Linked DNA regions of Mus musculus: region 2 is linked to region 1. A link is a contact called in public Hi-C data. All regions are on one chromosome and are shown on one strand. Each heading gives the region's core, a stretch centred on a gene start, on an enhancer-like site or on the middle of the called end of the contact. The rest is flanking DNA. Distances are from core to core; before and after follow the strand shown. Region 1 overlaps Exoc4 (exocyst complex component 4). Region 2 has its middle 44 kb from the start of Akr1b3.

Region 1 (6,361 bases), core at 1,018-3,517:
GCTTCTGCTTTTCCAGAGGTCTATACTGTATCTGTCATACTTATCTTCTACGTTATCTTCCTTTTTCTCACCACCAGTTATTACCTCCATCCTGTACATCCTATCTTAGAAATTACTTCTTAATTTGCTATTCCTCTCCTATTTCCACAGTCATTAATCTTTTTCTGGGTGTGTATGGGCAATTGTAATAAGTTCCTAGCTGGTCCTTACTAGATCCTACACAGTGTAGTATTGGTTTTCAGCACAGCTCCAATCTTTCCCCTATCCTTTAAAGCCTTCCAAGTCTCCTTATTGACTATAATGAAATATAAACAGTTAGCATAAATTCAAGACTCCTGCCAGCATTTGCACTTCAAATCCTTCATCCTCAGTCTCCATGTTGCACCTAAATGGGGCTGTTAGCAGTTGTTCCACAGCCCTTTGTCTTATGACCGAATTTTTTTCTCAAGATCATAGACAGGAAGGTTTCTGCCATGCATATTCTAGCTTGTATAAACCCCTCTTGTGTTAGTACTTCTAAATTCAGCATGGAACTACTAGCTTGAGGTTTCTAATTGCTTGTATCTCACTTAACTGTTGTGTGTGTACATATTAAAGATGGCTGTGGCTGACTTATTCTGACACTGTGTCACAGCTTTGCTTGAGGTCTGGGTAGTATTTTCTTTTTGTGAGTGAGTGTGTGTATGTGTGTGTTGTTGTTGTTGTTGTTGTCTACTCTGGAATATCTAATATTTGACTTTAGTGACAAAATAAATGTCCCAGAGAGTTGAACTCATTTACTCTTGGGTTTTTGTTGCTGTTTGTTTTGGGAGTTTTTGTTTTGTTTTGTTTTGCTTGCTTTCGATCAGTGTCTCTCAATTTTCAATTCCAAATTGTCCTCCTGCTACATTGAAAGAAATGAAATTTCTCACCAGTAGCAAACAACAGTGCCAGTCTATGTGAGACTGTTAATGATGCACTTATAATGCCAGCAGACACAAAAAGGCTTGAGAAGTTAGGTGTAGAGAACCATCACCTTTCTGGTAGGCATCACTGGAAATGGCACAGCACTTAGTACAGCATTGTCAGAGATGAAGAAAATCCCTTTAGGAGAATGAGCTCTGTATGAGAGTCTGGATAGCAGATAATTTTTTTCTGTCTGTGCTGCCTTCCACAGGGCATTCGTTGGAATGAACCGTCATTGCAGTTAGACAGAGGCTATACTGTACTTCTTCTTGTGCTGTCTTTTGATGAGATGAGTTTGGATTCTGTTTTTAGTTATATAGCCATCATTTTTAGAGAACATGGTTTGAAATGTTTGTTAAAGTAATAATGATTAGGAATTCTCTGAACTGTTAGCTTCTTCCCATTTGAAGATGGTGTTGACAGCTTTCAGGGTTGTTGGTTGTTGGGTAAGGAGCCTGAGCCCACGTGAGCCAGCATGCCTGGAAATCCCCTCCCGGGACAATATCCTGACTCTGCCTCCATGCCATCGGGATCGTTGTGGTTTCGGGTAACAGAAGTGAATATGCTCTAGATGCATTTGGGGTTTTACGGAGAAAGCATTTAATAAAATAGTTGGTTGCGTTGATCGTTTGTAGCAGTGGAAGAGAAGGAAACTAACTGGTCCAAGGGAGATTGAAGGAGAACTGAGATCCAAAAGTGTAAAATGAGCTGTGAAGTGTAATATAAATGCAAATTCCTTCAGTGGTCTAAGACCTGACACTCCCACCTCTGCTGCCTCCCTCCCCTACTTTACCTACACTAAGGAAAGAATGTACTTTTCCCTGCAGGGCAACAAAGACTTGTGCTGAACGCAAGGATTGTGCTTTCTCAGTTCTTCAACTTTGCTTTCTTTCTGTGTTCCTTGAATATTAAATGTAAAGTATTCTACTGCTACCTTGAGAAAAATGGTATTTCTCAGCAGTTCTAAATAATGGTATCAATGCATTCGAGCCTGTTAGTGGCTCCTTTATAATGTTACCTGGTATATGAAAGCTGGCATCATGCATGGGCATGTGTGTACACAATGTGAGGTTTATGATGGTAGCCTCATCTTAGTCAGCTGTAGAATCAGGTCAGTTTCTGTAAGCTTGCTCACCGCAAAGCATGCCGGAACCTGGGCTTTGCGGGTCAGACCAGGAAGGAAAGGTGATACAAGTTAGTAAGAACAAGATGATCTGGGGACTCTGAGCAAGAATTTGTGTTTGTCCTCACTGTCTCCACCCCTGCTGTTATGAGTGTAGCAGAAACTGATAACCCTATCAGAGAGCTAGACATACATGTATGGCTGAGGAGTCCTTCCTGGAAAGTCAGCACAGGTACAAGAGTGACAGCCACAGACCAAGATGCTGAGACACAGCTGGTGGCAACATCAAAGTGCCCCACTGCCACCCTTCCCATGTCAGTATCCCTCCTATGCCATTCTAACCGTTAACACATGGGGAAGGCCCCAATCTGCTTAACTTTAAACCCATGAGCAAGCAGTGAAAGCACCTTATCCTGACCCAACTGCACATCACAAGCTCCTATAACAACAAAGCTATATTAGTCAGGGTTCTCTCGAGTCACAGAACTTTTGCAGTGTCCCTGAATACTATTGGAATGACTAACAGTCTGCAGTCCAACTAACCCAACCATGGGCAGCTGTGCATGGGAAGTCCTATAATCTAGTGGTTGCTCAGTTTCATGAGGCTAGGTGTTTCAGCTGCTCTTCTGTAGAAGCTGGGATCCTGAAGAGGTTGGTTCCAACAGATCTGCAGGCCAGTAAGTGCTAGCAGGTGCAGAAGAGTGAAGCCTCCTCCTTTCAATGTTCTTGTGTAGGCCTCCAGCAGAAGGTGTGGCCCAGATTAAAGGTGGGCACCACCTCGCCTGGGTTGGGAACTTGCTTTGTCCCAGGCTGACCTTGAATTCAGAGATCTGCTTGCCTCAGTCTCCTGAGATTAAAGGTGTGGGCTACCTTGCCTGGGCCTAAACTTTTCATGGCCAATATGTCTCGAGATCTCCATGTCAAGATCCAGATTAGAAGCCTGTATCTTCTAGTCTCAAGATCTGTACCACACATGTGCCCTCCTTTACTAAATTGTAGTTTATTCCAGATGTAGTCAAGTTGACAACCAGGAATAGCTATCACAAAGCCTTCTATATAAGTTTTTTCAAAAAGCTAATATTCTATAGGCCAAATTTGCTCAACATCCTCAAAACACAGAAACCCCCAAGTTGTAACTGTGTGTGTGTGTGTGTGTGTGTGTGTGTATGTGTGTGTGTGTATGTATAGTCATTAATACCATATAGCTGAGGGTTCTTTAGGATGGCTTATTGTATTTAGGGGTAAAGAATTCTAATAAGCAGTGGTGATAATAAATACATGAAGATGTAAATTTCTTAAAAGTTTATAGTCAATTTATGATATTGACTCTATAGTAATAATTCACATTATAATGTAGTCTGATCCAATGAATTATCTCTGGCAGTCGGGGAAACACTGTAAGTGTATTATTAGGTAACAACCCTGGCTACCGTTATAATTGTATTAAGGGAATCCTTCTGAGGATAGAATGTTAGACTCTGAGGGGGCGGGGGGCGGGCATTGATATGCAGTCCCTTTTCACTGCAGGTGGTTAAGTAGGCATATGACCCTTTGAAAACTCTGGAACCATAAACTTACCCATACATGCTATAAAGGAGTCTGTGTAGTTATTAGCATCTGTATTAATAGCAGGCCTTGGCCCTTAAACTTCACATTCTTGATTCCTTTTTACCTGCAAGAAGAGTGGCCAGCATACATCATTAGTGTCGTTCACTGTCATCAGAACAGTGCCACTGTGAGAGTCTTTGTTGACGAACACAATCTCTGCAAATATCCCAGCCCTGCTGGGACTTTCAAGACTTGTTTACTGTCTGTCAGCAGATATAATTTAACTTTCTTTCCTGAAATAAACAATATAAAACAAAAGGAGAAAAAACAGGTTTGATCCAATCTCTTTTCCCCTGACAATTATTTTCCTTTCTGAGTAAACCTTTAGCAAATCTCCTTCCTCACTCTCCTCTATACTTGCCTTTACTTCTCCTTATCTGCAGAGATTTTACCTATGTCATATAATAATGCCCCTGTCAGATTGTAGACACTAGTTATCTTAGTACCAATAACCTTGTTAAGTTAGTTAATTAGTTAGTTAGTTAGTTAGTTAGTTAATTAAGTAAGCACATACCTTTGTGTTAAGATTGAAGGAATGAAGACACTGAGGTGAAGGCACACAGCTGTACCTCCTGCCTGCCTGCAGCTCCTGCCTGCCTGTCTGCAGCTCCTGTCTTGCCTTCATGCCCACCCTCCCTCCCAGCTCTCATTTTGTAAGATGGTTGAGGCTATATTCCCGGCATGGCAACATGCCTGGGGAAGGGTCTTGGGTTTGTTTGTTTGTTTGTTTTTTACCCTCAGGGCTCTTCATAATTTACCTTTGCGTTAGCACTTAAGCTTGTGGCAGTAATAGTGAGAACCATGAAAAACTGATATAGTCAGCACCTGTGAGGAAAAGACTGCTAAGGCCCTTGCAAGACTGGCCTTCTGCGTCTGACTAAAAGAATTAGTCCATTTTGTTCCCATCAACGGTGTCATTTCAATATGTGATGGGTAGAACTGTGGCATCCATTTGGCAGTCTAAGTGGGACAACCCTCTGGTGATAACAGAAAAATGGAAAGACCCTGAGATTTTTAGCCACAAGGCAAGTGATTCTGAAATGACCCTATCTTTGGAATCATTCACGTTCACTCAGCCTGTGGTCCATACCTGACTGGGTACTGAGGAAGCTTTATAAATCCTTATCGTGTGTCTTTGTAGGCATGTTCAAGTATCTTCTTGCTATAGTGTTTGGGAATAAGTTTGGTTCCTCCTAGCAGGTACCCTCTTGAGAGGTTGGGGAGAGGGAACTGGGTGAGGACTGTCTTTGTTGCTTCAGCTGATTCGTTGGTAAGTGTGAGGGTACGGGGTTTGCCACAGTCATTCATTATCGTTTTAAAAGGAATCATAGTCGTGCCACCCTCCTAACTCCTTGCTCTGCTAACTGTATCAGGGGTAATAGTTTGCCCCAGTAATGGATCCCTGTTCACATTTATTTAGGAATTATTTCATGAAAACCAAGCTTACTCCCTGTTCTACCAATGCTTCCGATATTATTGTCAGTAGCATATTCCCTGTATTAAATCATTTCTAAATAAAACAGCTAAAGTGTTTTCTGTTGCCTACTTAGCATTTCCAGTGATTCTTATGACACGTGTTACATACATACTATAGAGTAGTTATTACTTGAACCAAGTCATTTGACAAAAACTCAAACCTCTTCCCATGGCACTACAACTAGAAAGTCAATAAGTTTGTTATATTTTTATTTTTGGAAGATAGCTTTCTACTTTGTATTTCATTTCTTTACCCTAAATTATTCTGGTATTTCCCCACACACATACCCATCAGCCCCTTGTCTTTCAGAACACAAGTCTATCCCGTTCTACTTTTCTATTTTTGAGAATTTCATAGATGCGTGCTGTATTTACACCATTTCCACCCTTCCCTCTGACCCCTTCAAATCCTTGCATGACCTTTAACTCCCTCTCAAGTTCAGGCTTGCTTGGCTGTGCATGTGTTTAGGGCTGAGCACTTGGGATTAGATAACCTGTGGGGTCTTATCCCTGAGGAAGACTGATTTTCACTGCCTTAGCAGCCAGCTGTTGCCTGTAACTCTACATTTAGGGGCTTGACCCTGCGAAATCGTCGTTGGCTTGTTGTCACCTAGAGGTGGCCTTATTCAAGTCTTATTTAGGTAACCATATTGTTGAGATTTCGTGGGTATAGCTCCTCCATCATATCTAGATGACACTATGTAGGAGCAGGTGTCATGGGCCTCTGGTCCTTACAATCTGTCTGCCCTGTATTCTGTAATGTTCCCTGAGTCATAGGTGTGGGGGTTGCAATGCAAATATATCAGTTAGACCTGGACACCCTATCTTCACAGCCACTTATTTTCTGCATTTTGACCAAGTGCTTGCACATGCTGCAAAAAGAAGCTTCTTTGGTGAAAACAACACTCACCTGTTGTTTTAAGTATTTAGAATACAATTGTACATTTTATTGATTTAGGACAGTGGCTATAGTAGATTCTTCTCTAGGGTTTTTTGACCTCTCCAACCATGGGTGGTTGGTTAAGTTTATATTACCAGGATTTAGAATTTACTCCTCTTGATTAGGCTTTAAGTCCAATCAGACAGCTGTTGGTTACTTTCAAGATAGCTGTACCACTATTAAACCATTGGGGCAATCTTCCCCTTGCTATAAGGGAAGAAATGGGAACAATGATGAGAGTGCTACTCCTAACTGGAGTAGGAGAGGGG
Region 2 (6,361 bases), core at 1,278-3,777, 600 kb after region 1:
CACCTCTGACCTCCGTGAGCATCTTCACCTATACACACATACCCAAACCTGTGTGCGTATGACAGTTGAAAGGAAAAACAACTTTGTAAAACTTTGGAGGTTTTGGAGGTCTGGGTGGTGGCTCAGCAGCTAAGAGCGCTTACTGTCATTGCAGAGGATCTGGGGTTAGTTCCTAACACTCATATGGTGGCTCACAACTGTCTATGGCTCAAATTCCAGGGTATCTGATGCCCTCCTTGGCTGGCCTCCATGGGCTCTTGCATAAACTCATACAAGCACGTGAGATAAACAATTTCTTAAAATCCAAGAAGGGTATATGAAGCACAGTGATAAGCAGAGAATTCCCGCGCTCAAGGTCAGCTATTTTCTAACAATTTCCCATCTCTGAATTTAGGATGCAAGCGTTAAGACATTGGTATTAGACTGCTGCCAAGCAGAGGCACACAGAAACTGTCCATTTCAGTGCAGCTTGTTTGGGGGTGGTTTAAAAAAAAAAAGAAGACGAAGTAAACTAAAATCATAGATTGTGCACAGCTAGCCGCCCAGTGGGTTACTATAAACTAGGCACAGGGCTAACAAACACTAGGGAGAAATGGCCACATTTGATGAGGGTTCAGGGGAGCCCAGTTGCAGCAGGCTTTCCCAGAAGAGGCACTGGGAGAGCCTAATCCTCGATGGATCCCCTCGAGCAGGTGGAAATGTATCAATGGGACTCGGGCCTGATGTTAATCCTGAGCCTACTGCGCTCCATGCAAGTAAGCTAAAATGAGGGCTGAAACATTCACTGTGTTGCTGTTGCATCCAGATCAGCATTTAGTTCCCAGGCTGCTCCTTCGATGCCAGCCAGCCAACTGAACAGCCTGCTTTTTCTGTGGTCTGTTTTCTAACAGTGTATTGTGTTCTCAGTGTGTGTACTGAATTCGGTAGGACTGGATTAGAATAATGTCTGACTGCAGCTCTCCTTGCAGGAAGAGAGTCCTCCAACTGAGCTCTCCCAGGGTCTTGGGGAGGGAGCCTCTGCTGTGCTCCCTTCTGCACCAACTCAGCCATCCTATGTGCACCCAGGTGATGCATAAGCTGCTCCCAAGAGAAGCAGCAGGCCTTTGAACGAGGTAGTTCTTTTCATAGTTGTTTGTCATGTGTTTTCGTTCCCCTCCTGGGTGGAGTATTACTAACAGGATTAATAAACAAAAAATATCAATACCGTGAATACTGACACATAGATTCTCTAGGAGTGTGATTTATCACTGGCCTTGGGAAGCAAAGTCATGTGACATACCCTTTCATGCTGCCAAGAAGAAAGCAATGTTTTGTGCACATCTGGGGCTCCCATCATCACTTTTTAGGGGTGCAGATGAAGGAGGAGGTGCTAATTCTGGGAGCTTACGTAAACTCCATAGCACCAGTAGCACTTGACATAGGATTTTCTGATCAGGCTGGGTCTTAGAGCTTTTCTCTCTTGTGTAGAGCTGACATTTGAAGGTGCACTTGTTCCACTGCTGGAGAAGTCATTAGCTGAAACTTTAAAGTGAAATTTCCTCCAAAAAGATAAGGATCTTTTTACAGATTTTCAGAGTGTCTAGAGAGATGCCTAAACTCTAAGTACCTGTTTGGAAGTGTGGGGTTGGAATTTGTAAAGTGTGGGGGTTAGATAGGAAGAGGTGATAATTTGAAATAACTGTGGCAGTCCCTTATGCAACAATTTTGGGTGGATGGGGTACGTTTCCAGATTTGACTGTTTTGAGGAATTATTTGTTAAGCGGCATGAATGCATGCACATCTTGTGTGGGAGAGTCAGTCCTTGAAGCATCCTGGGGTCCAGAAGAGACCCTCTGGATAGCAGTTAAGATCTCAACTCCTAGCTTTGAAACTATCATTTCCATGACCATGGGTGTCTTAGTTAGGACTTTATTGTTGTGAAGAGACACCATGACCAAGGCAACTCTTATAAAAAAGAAACATTTAATTGGGGCTGGCTTATGGTTTCAGAGGTTTAGTCTTATCATTGTGGTGGGAAGCATGACAGTATGCAGGCAGACGTGGTTCTGGGAGAGCGAAGACTTTTACATCTTGATCCACATGTGTCAGAAGGGGACTGGGAGCCACACTGGAAGTACTTGAACATAGGAGACCTCAAAGCCTGCCCCTATAGTGACACATTTCCTCCAACAAGGCCACAGCTAATCCAACAAAGCCCTACTTCCTAATAGTGCCACCCCTATGGGCCAAGCACTCAAACACATATGTCTATGGGACCTTTTCAATCCACCACAATGGGTAAGTCATCTATTGTTTCTGTCCCTCTTTTTCCTTATTGATCAAATGAAAAGACAAGAGATTTGTGATAGACATTTTCTCTCCCTCCATGATGCAGATATAGGCCAGATTAGACCAGATTAAAAGTAAATAAAGACAGGTTTATTAGGAAGTGACTCTCCGATGGGTTCACCAATCTCACAGGTGAAGGCGAGTGAAGTCACAAGCCTAGGCTACCGAAGGGGAGTTTTATGGTCCTTAGATGAGAAGGGATGATGAGTCAGCTAGCAGCTGGGGTCATGCTCATATATGCTCAAAAACTGGGCCCCTGGGCTGGCACTCTTGGGAGGGTTGCCAAAACCACAGAGATGGGGGTGGGTGATGGCTTGTTAGTCTGGAGTTTTCTCTATGCATGTGGGGTTGGGGGAAGGAGGACAGACGGGGTTTCCCAGCTTGTTCGGGGGATGAGAAGGGGTTTCAGGCTAACAATCTGTCTCCAGAGTAGCTCAATATTTTACAAATGAGTTTATTTGGGAATCAAAACTTTATAAAGGATGCCATTGCTACTGCCTTTGGTGGCAATCCCCTGAAGCTTGAAGGAGACATGTCCTTCCTATGGGCCATTCTTCATCTAAAAGGGGAACCTGGAGGACTAGGGAGCCAGGGAACAGCATCAGGATCCCTGGGGGACAGTAAGGTGGGATTTACCATTGGTGCTGGAGAGCTAAGATATCCCAAGAGACAGTTAGACACTGCCAACCAGATGCCACTATTTCTGGTCTCTCCATCCTCTCTCCTGCCTTTTCTTGCTAAGACTCCCCTCTTATTGGAAGTTTCTGTTTAAGGAACAAAAATCTCTGAGGGACAGAGGCATACTAAAAGGAACAGGAAACTTACGTGTGCAAAGCTGTAACCGGAGAGAGAAGCTAGCCCACTTCCTCAGTGAGCAGGAGAGGGAACCCAGCCCACCTCTTCACTGTAAACAAGAGAGGGAAGCCAATCAGCCTCTTCAGGGTAGTGGACAGAGATAGAAACAAGGTCTAGAATGGGATAACAGTAGAAGATTCCAGAGCAACATGATATCAGCTGTAGGGAGCAGATGTCCCAGGTAGCCCTAAGATGTCTGTGTTTTTCAGAAGATCTGAAAATAGGAATGAGGTTATGAGCACTGGCCTGCCATTGCTGCTGAAGAGGCCAAGTGTGGCTAAGCTATGTTCCTCCAAAAGTATTCAATTTCCTCAGAACCCATGTATACCATGGGGAAAAAAAGCTTATGTCCCATATCCATCCATCCATTCACCCACCCATCCATACATATACCCATCCATCTATCCATCCATCCATCCACCCATCCATAAATGAGTTCATGTCCTATACCCATCCCTCCATCCACCCACCCATCCATCCATCTACCCACCATTTACCCATAAACAGCTTCCAAGAGTATGCTGTGTGGCTGAATCCTCACAGATCCAACAGAGAGCACAAGGCTTGAAACCTCCTGGATCCAGAGAGCCCAAGTTCTACTGAGATGGACACTCCTTAGGTATAAGAAAAACAGTGAATCAGAAGCAAGTGGTGAGATGTGTTGGGAAGAGAACAGAGCAGAGCCCAGTGCTGGAATATATGGGGAAGGCTGGTTTCATCCTGGGATGAGATGTGACATCTAAATTGACACTGACGTAAGAGTAGAGGATAAGACCTAGGCGCCTCAGATGGAAAGCTTATCCCCATGCAGTGGGAACAGACTTCAGAAGGCCTGAAGTAAGAGCATCCCTTCTGTGTTCCAGGCTAGCAACCATGTGGATCCTACAGAGGGAAGGAGGGGAGGTGACAAGGAGGAAGAGGAGGAGAAACATAGAGACAGACAGAGACATTTAGGAAGCAAAGTTTCAAAGGCCATCTGACTAGTCCCTGGACCACACTGAGACCTCTGTTTCATTTTAGATGCTGGAGAGGGTGTGTGTTCTACATTGTCCAAGAGTCAGTCTGACTAGTGTGTGGGAAAACAGGGAACCAGAGATCCTCTGGTTGTTTCAGTCCTCCAAGAAAACCAGCGGTAAAGGTCTGGCTGGTGGCAGCAGAGATGGTAAACATGCTCACATCCTAGAAATATTTTTATATTCTATTTTTATATTCCAGTCCTCATTCACTGGTGAGTTAGCTTTGGAATGTGAAGAAGGAGTTGGGCATGGCTCCAGTGCTGGCCAGGGCAACTGGGCAAATGCAGGAGCCATTCAAATGAGCCATTCATTGAGTCAGTGAAGACTGGAGACAGCAGTTCAGAGGGGGGTGGAGCCCGCAGTTGGGGATGTGAGCCCTGGGGTGACTCAAACTTCCAAGAAGGGGTGCTATGCAGTAGGGGAAAGCCCCAGGATTGTACAAAGATAATCATAAGTGATACAAATGATCACCCTAGGGCATAAAGATTTTAATTTTTATGCTTTTTGGGGTACACTCACTTACATTGAAAGGTCAGTCAGTGTGTGTCTGTGTCTACAGATGGCTGTAGACTGGCATACTCTACTTGGTGAATACATGCCTGCATTTCTGCAAAAGAGGTATCTATAGAGCAGAGACTAGATCATTTATTCTCAACACTGACCAGATATGAACCTCTACATTAACTATCACCCTCTCCAAAAGAGGAGTGTCTCTATAATCTACTAAAATCACCACTACCCAGGAGTTAAAGGTTTCTATAAACCCAGACATGAGCACCGTGAACTAAGCAGCTGTGCTTCCAATTATACTGGTACTTTCTGGAGTTTTATCTTATGCCCCTACATATTGATATGCATTGTCAATTTGGCCTCAGCCCCTTGTGGGCAGGGAAGAGCTATGGTCATCGATCAGTATTTACTAGCTGATTGATTGAGTTCCTCTCAGACTCTGTTCCTAGCTATACCACTAATTAGCTCGTCGTCCTTGAGTTAGGCAGTTAGTTGTTCTGACTCCGGGTTCCATGAAAAGAGCTCACGATCTTTCTGTGCTTCATTCTGTTTCCTTTCATTTTGCTTTGTTTGTTTGTTTTTCTTATTTGAAACAAGGACTCGTGTAGCCCAGGCTGGCCTCAGACTCAGTGTACAGCTGAGGACGATCCTGGACTCTCACCTTCTGACTTCAGTTCACAAGTTCTGAGATTCCAGCACCACACCTAGACATAATTAATAATCGTCATGGTCCCTTCCAGCTTTAAGTTACTATGAAGTATTTTGTCCTACCATGTTTTTGGAAACTAGCCATAGAAGTCCTGCTGCTTTTGACTTGATCAGTACTCCAGCCTTCTGAGTACAGGGAGTGCAAATAAAGGCAGTGCGAGAGAAGAAAATGGTAGCAGCTTTGCCGAGAGTCAAGGAAGGAGAAGGCCCAGGAGACGGTGGCTCAATTCCCCAGCAAAACAACTCATATAAACGAGCTGATGATAGTCTTTGATTGCCCATGTCAAAATTAATAGACCTTAAAGAGACTTCAGAAATATGTTCTCTTGAGTTGTTCAGGAAAATCCATGCACGGGGGAAGCAGAAATCTAGAAAGTCAATAGAAGTTATTGTCATTGTTTCTATTTTCTTTCTCCTGCTTTTCGAAAATAAAGACCCAAGAGGGGATCGTTAAACAGGGTCTGATGGCTTCATTTATCATCAAGGAGCCATCTTGGTCCTCTCCCCTCTGCCTTCCTTTCAGTCTCCTTTCTTCCCTGTGTTTATGTGTCTGCTGCTCTTTCATGCCACACTGTGGGTTGTGATGTGGTTAGGAAAGCACAGGCCCCAGCTCAGAGGACAGCTACGGAAGGGCTCCTGGTGATGTAGTGAATAGGGTAACACAGTTCTCATGTGACATAGGATGGGACCAAGTGAGGAACTCCCAACAGTCTGAAGAAGCTCTTCCCAATATGTGAATACATGCACACGTGCACGCATGTGCGTGTGCACACACACATACACACACACACACACACATGCACACAAATACACATGAGCACACAAATGTGCACACACATGCATGCACCCACGCACAAACAAGCATACATAGGCATGCGCACACACACACACACACACACACGTATTAACACAAACACATTCATGCACAAACACATGCATGTATG

Evidence for each region. Hi-C and Micro-C count contacts between places; a contact is called where the count stands out from the background.
Region 2: a Hi-C map of Th1 cells shows a contact between it and region 1, with 2.8 times the contacts expected there. The contact joins two enhancer-like sites. A contact is called at or near these places in 1 of 484 Hi-C or Micro-C datasets (Th1 cells) and 1 of 115 datasets of contacts at active chromatin or transcription factors (CD8 T cells).

The regions. Positions count from the first base shown.
Region 1 is chr6:33,673,339-33,679,699 of GRCm38.p6, forward strand. All of the region lies in intron 10 of Exoc4 (exocyst complex component 4), which reads left to right. Among named protein-coding and RNA genes, the nearest start is that of Gm38785, 230 kb to the left of the region's middle. Within about 2 kb of position 2,268, at least 11 of the 459 cell types and tissues checked have an H3K27ac peak or open chromatin away from gene starts, as enhancers often do. A contact at or near this core is called in Th1 cells, where this site is marked.
Region 2 is chr6:34,270,089-34,276,449 of GRCm38.p6, forward strand. No RefSeq gene overlaps it. Among named protein-coding and RNA genes, the nearest start is that of Akr1b3, 44 kb to the right of the region's middle. Within about 2 kb of position 2,528, at least 27 of the 459 cell types and tissues checked have an H3K27ac peak or open chromatin away from gene starts, as enhancers often do. A contact at or near this core is called in Th1 cells, where this site is marked.